Linked DNA regions of Mus musculus: region 2 is linked to region 1. A link is a contact called in public promoter capture Hi-C data. All regions are on one chromosome and are shown on one strand. The core of a region is the stretch at or near the end of the contact, and the rest is flanking DNA. Distances in the headings are between cores, read along the strand shown.

Region 1 (5,134 bases), core at 422-2,921:
CCTGGAATATGTTTAATGAATGAGGAAGAAATCAAAGAATTTTATTTGTGCTTATCACCAGTAACTTAAAAAATGTCCTAGATCATTTCTTCTTTGCATCAGTGACAATCTTATGGGCATGGAGTATGTGTCAGATATCCATACATAAAATAATAATGTAACGGCTCAATTGTCTTGAGGTCAGGAGACACAGAAGCATCTCAGTTAGTTCTTTTAGGAAGGTATTGCAGTGTGAATATGAACTCTTCCCCCATAGGTTTGTGTGTTGAATAACTGGTCTGTTTCGGGAGAGTCTGGAAATTTAGGTTCGAGCTCTAGTTTGGAGGAAGGAGGTTGGTGCAGCACGGATGTGACAGTTCTATCTGGTCCCTTGCCTTCTTCCTTCCCTGTGCTTTTGCTGGTGCAGAAAGTGATCAGCCTCTCCTCTTCCCACAATGCAACACAAAGGTACTGGAGCAGAAGAGTCAAAGTAGTTGCTTCCATCACTTAAGTTGTCCTTTCAGGTGTTTTGGTTACAGCAGTGTCACGGAAGTGTGCAAGGTTTGAACAGCCAGCATCTTTAGGAAGGCTGACCTTTCTTGGCTCTTATTTTGTTCCCAAGCACACACACCCTTTCCTTTTACACCCCTTTCCTCATTGCTTAATTGCTTCATCTGGGACTCAATTTCTCAAATAAACAAATTAATAAGACACAGTTAAGTAGTTTGAGGGTGGGGCAGACAAGGAGGTGGCAAGGAGCAAGGCCTGTGAGAAGAGACAAGTATGGTTGGCAGATTGCCTTTGTTGGGGATACTCTGAAATGAGGACCGTGTTTGAAGGGCCTTGTTCTCGAGGAGGCTTTTGAACAAGGAAACTGATGTAAGGAAGACCATTATACAGATCCTCAGATGATTACATAACTGCAGTGTATAGTAGAGATGGCAGCTAAAGCTTTTCTAAGGACCCGGTGATAGGAGAATGACGGAATAGAAAATTATTTTCTTCTGTAATCGATTATTCCATTCAATCACCAATGCATTCTTCTTTGTCAGCTTATTCGTCTTGAATGCTAGCTTTTTTGCCTCTCATTATACTAGTGGCTGATTATGATAGTGGACGATACTGATAATGTCCTACTGTCATGATGGGTGCTCTCTTTCCTGTGTCCCCTACTTCTAGCAGAGCAAGATAGGGCTCCTGACTAAGGAGAAGGCTGTGCTGCCGCTGGTTCCTGTTGCTCTAGGAACTCGACACATGGTGGGTTCTCTGGGGTGCAGCCTTAATCGACTCATGGCCATTAGTATGTGACAGGTGAATACACAGACCAAAGGAACCGTAGGCTAGGACCCACTTGGGTTGCAGGACCGCGATCTTCAGTGGAGCACAACGGTGCGCTTAGGTGTGCAGAGGCTCTGGACCTGCTCTGAGTATTTTGGTCTTGAGACCAACCGGCTGCAGGGCTAGCCCTTCCTTGCACGTTCCGCCCCAGCCCCAGTGGCCCACGCGGTGGCACCCAGCGCAGCCTGGCATCCGCCAGCGGGCGGACCCCACGCGGCTCCTCCTCGCGGCGGGCGGGACTGCCCCGCGTGCGGCCCCAACCCTAGCCTTGGGAAGCCCGGATCGCGGGCGGAGCGCGATTCACCGCGTGGGTGGAGTCTGTGACTGGATCCCAGGGCCAATCGCGCGGTGGCGGGGGAGGAGCTCCGGAGGGGGAAAAAGAAAGTGCGGCGGAAAGTAAGAGGCTAGTCGGGGAAGGCTGCCAGCATCTGGCTTTCCTAGGTTCGGCTTGGACCAGGGCGCTGAAAGAGGCAGTGGTCGGCCACCCTGCATCCATCTGGTCGCTGTCGCCGAGCCTGCTGGGCTGGCCCGATAAGGTGAGTCTTGCTCTGCAGGGAGGGCTGGGTTGAAATGGCCAGCCGCAGTAACTCCGGGTAGTAGGAATTCTTGTAGATCGTCTTCCACAACCCTTCTGGTTTACAGACAGCAAAACTGAGACACGGAGCGAGACTGTGGCCAGGCTAAACAAATCACACTACTAACTAGTAGGGCGGTCGGGGTTCGAACTTAGCAAATTGGAGGCCTATTTCGCCCGGGGCTGTGCGGGTTCTCAGGCTTTTGAGGGATCTATTTCAGGGTCCTTGTGCCTAGGGTTCTCAGGAGTGCCGCTGTAAGCTTGAGGCGAGCAGGAGGCTGTGTCCCAGCACACCCACTCCATCACATCGTAGCTCGCAGTCCCAGCTATGACAGCCCTGGGGAGAGGCTGCCAGCAAGCAGCCTTGCTAGCTCCTTTCCTGACCTGCTTTTTTTTTTTTTTTTTTTTTTTTTTTTCTTCTGAGGGACGTTCCTGCCTAGGGTCTCTTTCAGGCAGTGAGTTCAGGAAGAAGGAAGAGACTACAGGTGCTGGCCACCACTCTCCCAGCCTTGGAGATAGCAGGAACTGTTTTCCTTGAGGGGTGGGGGTGGTGGGCAGGACATGGGATGCCTGTCCTTTAGAACAGCTGGTGCCTGAAGCCTCCTTCTACCTCTAAGTCCTAATTGGGAATAGGGAAGCCTAGTTAAAGAGAAAATCAAAAACACGAAAGCGAACTTCTGCTGTTTCCATTAGGAGACAGTTGCTCCCTTCCCTCCGCAAACCCACTGATTGTGAAATTGTGAACCAAGGCGCTACGGAAAACATTAGATGCTTTTCCATGCAATAAGCTATGGTTACCAATAAGCTGAAAAGGTTATCTTCTGTCTGTGCCTTTGCCTTGTGTTGGCTGTGTAAATTTGGGCAGTTTAGCTCACCTTTCTGAGACTATTTCAAGTAGCAAAATGGACACTAGAATGCCCCCTGTGAATCCTAGGGGTAGTTAGGAGGATGAAATAGAACAGTTCAAGTGACATGTTCAGAGTGGTGCCTGGCCTGGCGACTTTGGCAAATATTGCTCTGTACTAATATTGGCTTCACTGGGTTTGAGAAGGGTTATTTTCTACTACCTTGGTGTGACTTTTTTTTTTAAATCTAAAAGTAGAATGATATTTAGCCTTTAGAGTTTGAGCATTTAAAAATATTTTTTGCATTCAATTTTGTGTGTAGGTGGGTACATGTGTGTACGTGTGTGGGGAGGTCAAAGGACTGTGTGTGTGTGTGTGTGCATGCACATGATGCACATGTGTGTGGAGGTCAAAGAAAATTTCTCAGGAATCCTATCTCTCCACCATGTGGGTGGAACTCTTCTGGTGTTCAGGTTTGGGGGCAGTCATCCTTACCTGGCAGGCCCGAGCAGTTCTTTACAGTGCTTTCTAAACATGGTCCACAGGTAGACTCGCTTGATCATTTGATGTTTGAGCAATGCGAATTTCCTCCTCCTTTTGAGGTCAAGCCTCCAGCCTGGGAACTGCCTTGATAGGAGGCATCCTGCATTGGCAAAGAAGGTTTTTAATGTTTGATAAAGGATGAAAAAGACAAGGAGAAGAAGCTTGAAGTTATAGCAATGCCTTCCATTGCCCCAAGCCTTCTAGTCCTGTTCTTTGGTCCATCTCTACTTCATATTCTGTAGCTAATATCAAGAAGCAAGGGGATTTTTGTATATTGTTCAGTAACACTGGGTAAGTTCAGTCTCTTCTGGATACTAATTGGCTTTATTTAAACCCAAGCACACACATATGCTCACATGAGCCTTCCTGTGTTACTTGTCTTTTAAAATGAAGCAGCTTCCATAGATACCTCCACCTGACTTGCATGACAATTGATTTTATTTTGATCCATATGATTATTTACTACCATCTACTGGCCACAGTGCAAGTCCCTGAAATGAGTAGTTAGCATTTATAAGGGGCTGCCTCCTTCCTTCACAGTCCACAGCACTTGCCTGCAGTATTGATGAACTCCAGGGAAAGGGCGGGATACATCTTGAGAGGAGGTGAGGGTTTGCTGATGTCCAGTAGGTACCTCCCATACCAGACATTGCCACAAGACAGGGACACATCTGTTTGTCACCTTACTCTTTGTGCTCGGATTGTGGTGACGCGCCACAATATGATTTAATGTGTGCCTTATAAACTAGGGACTTGTGGGGATAAGGGAACTGTTCAAAATGAGGTCAAACAAGGGCTTGGGATGGGCATTGAAGGCAAAGTCTCTTTGCTTCTGGGTTTTTGAAGAAAGCATACTGAGGTTTATCATTCCTGATACATGTTATTATAACCAAACTGTGTGTGTGTGTGTGTGTGTGTGTGTGTGTGTGTGTGTGTGTGTGTATAGAACTTTAAAATCTCCAAGTGTGTTCCTCACACATTATTTTCCTTGTTACTTTCAATAGGCCTTGGGGATGCTCATGGCAGACTTCATAATAGTGGCAGATCCTGGGGTTTGGTCAAAGCTACTTGACTTTAAATTCTGTACCTGACCACCCTTGTGTGTTACTGGGAAAAGTGTTTCAACTGTCGGAGCTTCTGTTTTATCCAGTTTTGAAATGACTTAATGCTTATGCTAGGCTCTCATGTGAAGATGAAGTTCTGTGCATAATATCAAGTGTGTGCAGTAGAGGACTGCTCATTAAATCATACCTTCTCTTAGCTTATCACAATTCCTGAGAAAGAAAATTAAAGTGAGATTTGAAGAAACAAGAGGTTTCCAGGGATCACATGGTGGATGAATTCCTGTCCTAGGGGCCAAGTTCCTGCCCTTGAGTTCTCCTTCAGTTTCCTTCAGGCCCTTCCCCGTCACACCTTGACACCTCTCCCACAGAACTTGAACAGCATGTCTTCATTCTTAGATTGACCTTATTTGGTTGGTGATTTCAGGTCACAAAGTGCTTACTTCATTGATAAGCGAACAATTCTTCAACATGGCTCTATAAAGTTTGTGGAGTTGACTCCGTGTAGAGTTTACGCTGATGCTTTATGAAGGCCGCATTCCCTTCCCATCTATTTCATGGGATGCACCTTCAGACACTAGGAGGAAAAATACTCTCAAGACACAGTGATCAGGGTTATGTCAGGTTGACCTCCCTGTTCAGGATGGCTTCTTCCTCCTGCCTTCCTGTGATTGGTTGCCAGCACTGTGATAAAGTTCAAGCATCACAGGTGGTCTAATGGTCTTCGGTTTTCTCACCACTTCCCGGGATAGAGGGGAATGGAGAGAACATGTGATGTTTAATCTTCACTGTCA
Region 2 (5,338 bases), core at 394-2,893, 3.0 Mb after region 1:
CAAGTATTGGATGCATGGCTTCTATTGAATTTTCTTCTTCACATTTCTTTGACAGCATTGTGAAGTTAAAACAAAACAAAAACCTAGATTAAAGCCATTTCAAATTAGGGCAATCTATTTCAGATATTATTCTCTATTTGGATACTGAGAGCTCATAGGTTTTGTGACTAGTGTGAATGTAATTCACTTAATTAGCTACTATCTAGAGACTTTCATGCTAACTCTATTTTGCTATCTAATACAATGGTAGACATAAGTTACACATAGTCCCAGCCTAGAAGTGGAATTATAAAGCAAGGGCTTTGTAAACTGCAAAGACACATTACACATGGAAGCAGCCGTCACTTACTTCTCCCTTTTGTGTTTTCCAACAAGAATTAGGAAGCAACAATAACAAATGCATTTTTTATTCAATACTAGAAAAAGTTGGGGTTTAAACTGGTTTCTAGTTTGGTTTATACTGGTTAGGCTTTATAGAAGGTTTCTATCTACAGCTATCATTGAGACAGTCATCACAGTAAATATATTCCTCAAGTCCTGCAATCAGAACGTTTACTGTCAGACAGTTGCGTTTATATACTTGCCACTATTGTGACTAGATGGATTCTGATTTATGGTTTTGATAATTAGATAAAAAGCAATTTATTTGGGGTGCTGGTGGTGGTGTGTATTTCATGTGCGTGTGTGAGAGAGAGAGACTGACAGAGACAGGGGAAGGGAGACGAGTGAAAGGAATGTATCCTTGAAGTGAAATAAAGTACAAGACTATCTGATTTTTTCCAATAACACCATTAATCGACTTCACAATCTTTCACTGGCAATATTCCTGTTTTGAGTCCCTGTTCTCTTTAAAAAAATACAAAAATGGTTGAAGATGGAGAAGATACTTGGATTGATACAAATAATTTAGATTATTAAGGAGAAAATGTAGCCAGAAAAAGGAAGGAACTCAAAAGGCCCAAAACCTAACTGGAACTTTTGAATATTAAATAATAGTTGGGAGAAGCAGGTAGCTAGGAGACTAGACATCAACTACGTCCGAAGAGGGGTTGATAGGGAGGAGTGGGGAGGGATAGGTTACAAGGAGAAGGAAGAATGAATCTGACGTCTTGAAAATCAAAAGAAAACTAAGAAGAGAACTTAGGCAGATACTACTAAGGAGCCATTACTGGAGAGATGGCGCTGTTAAGAGACTTTGACAAGGGCCATTTCAATAAAATGGGTGCCATTAAAATTCAGGTGAAAGCCAACAAAGGGGGGAATGAAAAAACAAAACAAAACAAAAACATTTGTGTCTTAATAAAACTGTATGTGTTTATCCCAAACCTACAGCTTAAATGTCAGAAGTCACTTTCCAATCAGATCTCGGACTTTCTAAGGTGTCTCGCATACTCGATCTTCTGGCTATATGATTCAGCTACGAAAATGATCTTTAAAAGATTTCCTTAAATTGGCTGCTCCTAATAAACATTCGTCCAGTGGATTTCCTGCACCCAGCCCGCCCAGTTCATTTTCAAAATTCCTACACTTTGAGGGCGGAGCCAAGAAGAGGAGCACTACACAGGTCCCGCCCAGTGGCTCCCCGCGCATGCGCATGTCATCCGCGGCCCGTTTGTGCAGCCTGCCTAGCGTTCCTGTGGGTGGTTATTTCGGAGACGGACTGACTACGGGAGCCCAGCCGGCTCTTGCGGAAGTCCATGCGCCATTGGGAGGGACTCGGTGGCTGCTCTATGCCCTTGTTGCTGAGGGCCTCTTCCTGGGTCATTGTCGGAGCAGGAATCGGACTGGGGCCGACACGGGGTTCCCCCCGTGGCCGTCTCAGCGCCTGTGTGTGGTCTGCTCTGGCGGGATGTGGCGAGCAGGTCGGGCGGCCGTGGCCTGGTAAGTGCGGCCTGCGACCTGGCCCCGTTATGTCAGGTTCTGGGCCATTTGGACAGCAGGGTTGACCCATCACTACTTCCCGAATGTGCAGGTGACTGACCCTCAGGCCGGGCCGAGGCTCTTAAAAAAATTCTCGCGAATGTTTGAATACCCAAAGGAGTGACGGGAGTTGGCCGGTGACCATTCCTTGTTCAACATGAAGATTTTTGCTGCCTTGGCCCATCGTTCCTGTCCCTGTCCTTGTGATCTCCCTGCTATCTGTCTCTAGTTGTTGCTTTTATTGTTGCTATTCTGGCCTGGCCTAGCTCTGTCCTTGTATCTCTGTGCGTGTCATTTAACTGCCTTCTTGCAGCCATACGCCATGCCACAGCGCACACTTTGCTCTTGCAGCTACTTGGTAGCACTTGCAGCAGCATACTTGAAAGTATGTCCTTTCATAATACGCGGGAAAGGGCTCTCTGCCCGTTTACCTGACCCTCTGACTGGAGTCAAATTTAGAGTGGTGTTGTGCATGATATCAGGCGGTGTTTAAGAGATGCCCCGTCAGAGATCTTGTTCAGTGTTGAGGTCCACTTCGATGCACTTCTCCAGTCTCGCTGCGGATGTTGCTGTAGTCTTGTTTTAAAGTAGAAAACCTCAAAGTAGTTTTATTTCTATGAATTGCTATATGCATTTACTGATACTAAATTTGATGTTATCTATATAAGTTGTTCCAATAACCCCCAAGCTTAGCACATTGTTTCAGACATTTGATTACAGGAAGTAGTGTACACCAAGGTTTCCACCCATCTCTACAGCCCCTAGAACTTTTGTTTGTTTGTTTGTTTTTGTTTTTGTTTTTCGAGACAGGGTTTCTCTGTATCACCCTGGCTCTCCTGGAACTCACTCTGTAGACCAGGCTGGCCTCGAACTCAAATCCACCTGCCTCTGCCTCCCGAGTGCTGGGATTGAAGGCTTGGGCTACCACGCCGGGCTAGAACTTTTAAAAATATGTTTGTATCTCTTTCACCAGCATGTATATCTGTGTGCCACTTCTGTGTCTGCTGCCCACAGAGGACAGAGAACAGCATTCAGTCACCTGGGACTAGAGTAGCAGACAGGTGTTAGTCACCATGTGGGTGCTGGGAATCCAACCTCTGACTTCTAGAAGACTAGCCCTTCTTCATAACCAATAAGCCATCTCTCCAGCCCTCTCCCCAAAACTTTTTTTAATGGTATAAATTATGTATTATGCTTATAAGGAATGGACCCATTCCTTTCATCACAGTTAATTAAAAGTCCACAGTGCAACTGCCTCTACTGCAATGTTGGTTGTTTTTAATCTTGTGGGATTTTAATTTAGCAATACGTTCACAACCTTCTCTATTGAAATAAGCTATTTACAACTTTACTATTGCTGCTGTTTTATAATTAAGTGGAGACATCTAGTTTTCTATAAAACAGAAAAAAGTGTAGAAGATAGCATACTCTTTTCAAAGAGGTATGTAGGAAACACTTAAAGTTGGTTTACAAATAAACAGGTTTGTAGTTTGTATTGTTTGTTTAATCAATCATATACAGCTGGGCTACATTGTTTCTGAAGGTATGAACATGTGTCTACAGTCATGGCTTTAGAATGTCTTATGCCCAAGCACAACTTAGCTAATGGGAGAAATAGGGATATGGAAAACCAGAAACCCCCAGGCTCTGGAATTGCCCTGCACAATATAGTTCCTGTTAAGTTATGAAATAATGCAGCTAGGTACTACTCTAGTCATGAGGTTAAAACAGACTTTTTATATACAGATAAATATACCTCTTAGACAAGTCAAATGGAAGACTGATAGCCAACACTTTGGGGTTACGATAAATATTTGTGTAAAACTAATGAAAAAATAATTTCATACTACACAGCTCTATGTAGGTAAAGGATGTGGTAGATGAGCAAGAGTAGATGGTGTGGGTGGTATACTTTATTACATTTGACTTTTGCATTTTTTTCTTACTGTTGTTTGTTTGTTTATTTGTTTGGGGTTTTAATTGTTGTTCCAGGCAGCGTTTCTCTGTGTAGTCCTAGCTGGCCTCAGACTCACAGAAACCCACCTTCTGCCTCCCAAGTGCTGGGATTAAAAGCATGCACCACCACTGCCTGGCTTGACTTTAGTTTTTAAGCTTCTTTGGATAAGGAAGTCTTTTTCTCTCCATAGCTGCTTTTAGGGTCTTTCTAAGCGCTTAGTTGAGTGGTCTGTCCCAGGTTACTGAGGCTGTGTTCAGCTGTGGGTTTTCCTTTTCATCACTCGTCTGGCTTGACCTTTGATTTTAAAAATCTGTTTCTTCAATTCTGCAAAATTTTTCTTCGACTTTATTTTCTTCCTTCCATTGCATCTGTTATTTTTTCTTTCTGATTACTTCTAAAAGCATATCAGATTGCTTAGCAGGGTATGGTCTTCATTTCTGAAATACAACGTCTTCCCTTCATCTCCTTAAAAAAAAAAAAGGATGCATCTGCCCCAAAATTTTCATATGCATATTTATCTTAAAATGTTATTTATTTACTTGTATAATAACTAACTATTTGCATAATATTCCTACTTTAAAATAAGATTAAATAATATACTGCTTTCACTAATGACAAATAAAGATTGGGAAAATAAAATGGGTTTCTTGATTGATGCGTAGGTAGATGCACATTAAAAAGCTCAAATTATAAAGCCATGTTGCACCTGTAGTCTCAGTACTCAGAAAGCTGAAATGAAGGATTCTAGAAGTTCAAGGCCAGCCTGAGCTACTTAGCAAATACCAGATCTAAAAGGGTTAAAGAGCAAGAACCAGTCACAGAAAACTAAAGAGTTAAATCATTGAAGGGCAAGTTTCTATATCCATAGGAAGGTAATTTATACATGGGCTCCCCTGAGGTCACCTAAGAAAAACATTAAATATGCATCTCTCCTGGAAGATTAGTTGATGTTTTCTCCAAGCTAAAGAGGAAATGTTTGATATATACTAAGTTGTAAGCCAAGTCATAGAACTACGTGTTGTAAAGTCCTTATTATATTATGGTCTGTTTATGAGTATGGACAATAAAAGGGAACTCTACTGAAAACAAACAGCCCCAAAACCTATCCATGCACCCAGAGTGCACACTGTATACATCTCCACACACTCACAGTGCACACTGTATACATCTCCATGCACCCACAGTGCACATATATACATCTCTATGCACCCACAGTGCACACTATATATATCTCCATCCACAGCACACACTATATACATCTCTATGCACCCACAGTGCACATATGCACATCTCTATGCACCCACAGTGCACACTATATGCATCTCCATTCACCCACAGTGCACATATATACATCTCCATTCACCCACAGTGCACACTATATGCATCTCCATTCACCCACAGTGCACATATATACATCTCCATTCACCCACAGTGCACACTATATGCATCTCCATGCACCCA

Evidence for each region. Promoter capture Hi-C pulls out the DNA fragments that hold promoters and counts their contacts.
Region 2: a promoter capture Hi-C map of hippocampal neurons shows a contact between it and region 1, with 3 times the contacts expected there. The contact joins the promoter of Opa1 here to the promoter of Il1rap in region 1. A contact is called at or near these places in 2 of 39 promoter capture datasets (hippocampal neurons and liver).

Annotation. Positions count from the first base shown.
Region 1 is chr16:26,580,034-26,585,167 of GRCm38.p6, forward strand. Il1rap (interleukin 1 receptor accessory protein) reads left to right here and starts at 1,672. Exons shown (of 11, transcript NM_001159318.1): 1 at 1,672-1,853.
Region 2 is chr16:29,577,691-29,583,028 of GRCm38.p6, forward strand. Opa1 (OPA1, mitochondrial dynamin like GTPase) reads left to right here and starts at 1,644. Exons shown (of 29, transcript NM_133752.3): 1 at 1,644-1,881. The coding sequence starts at 1,850.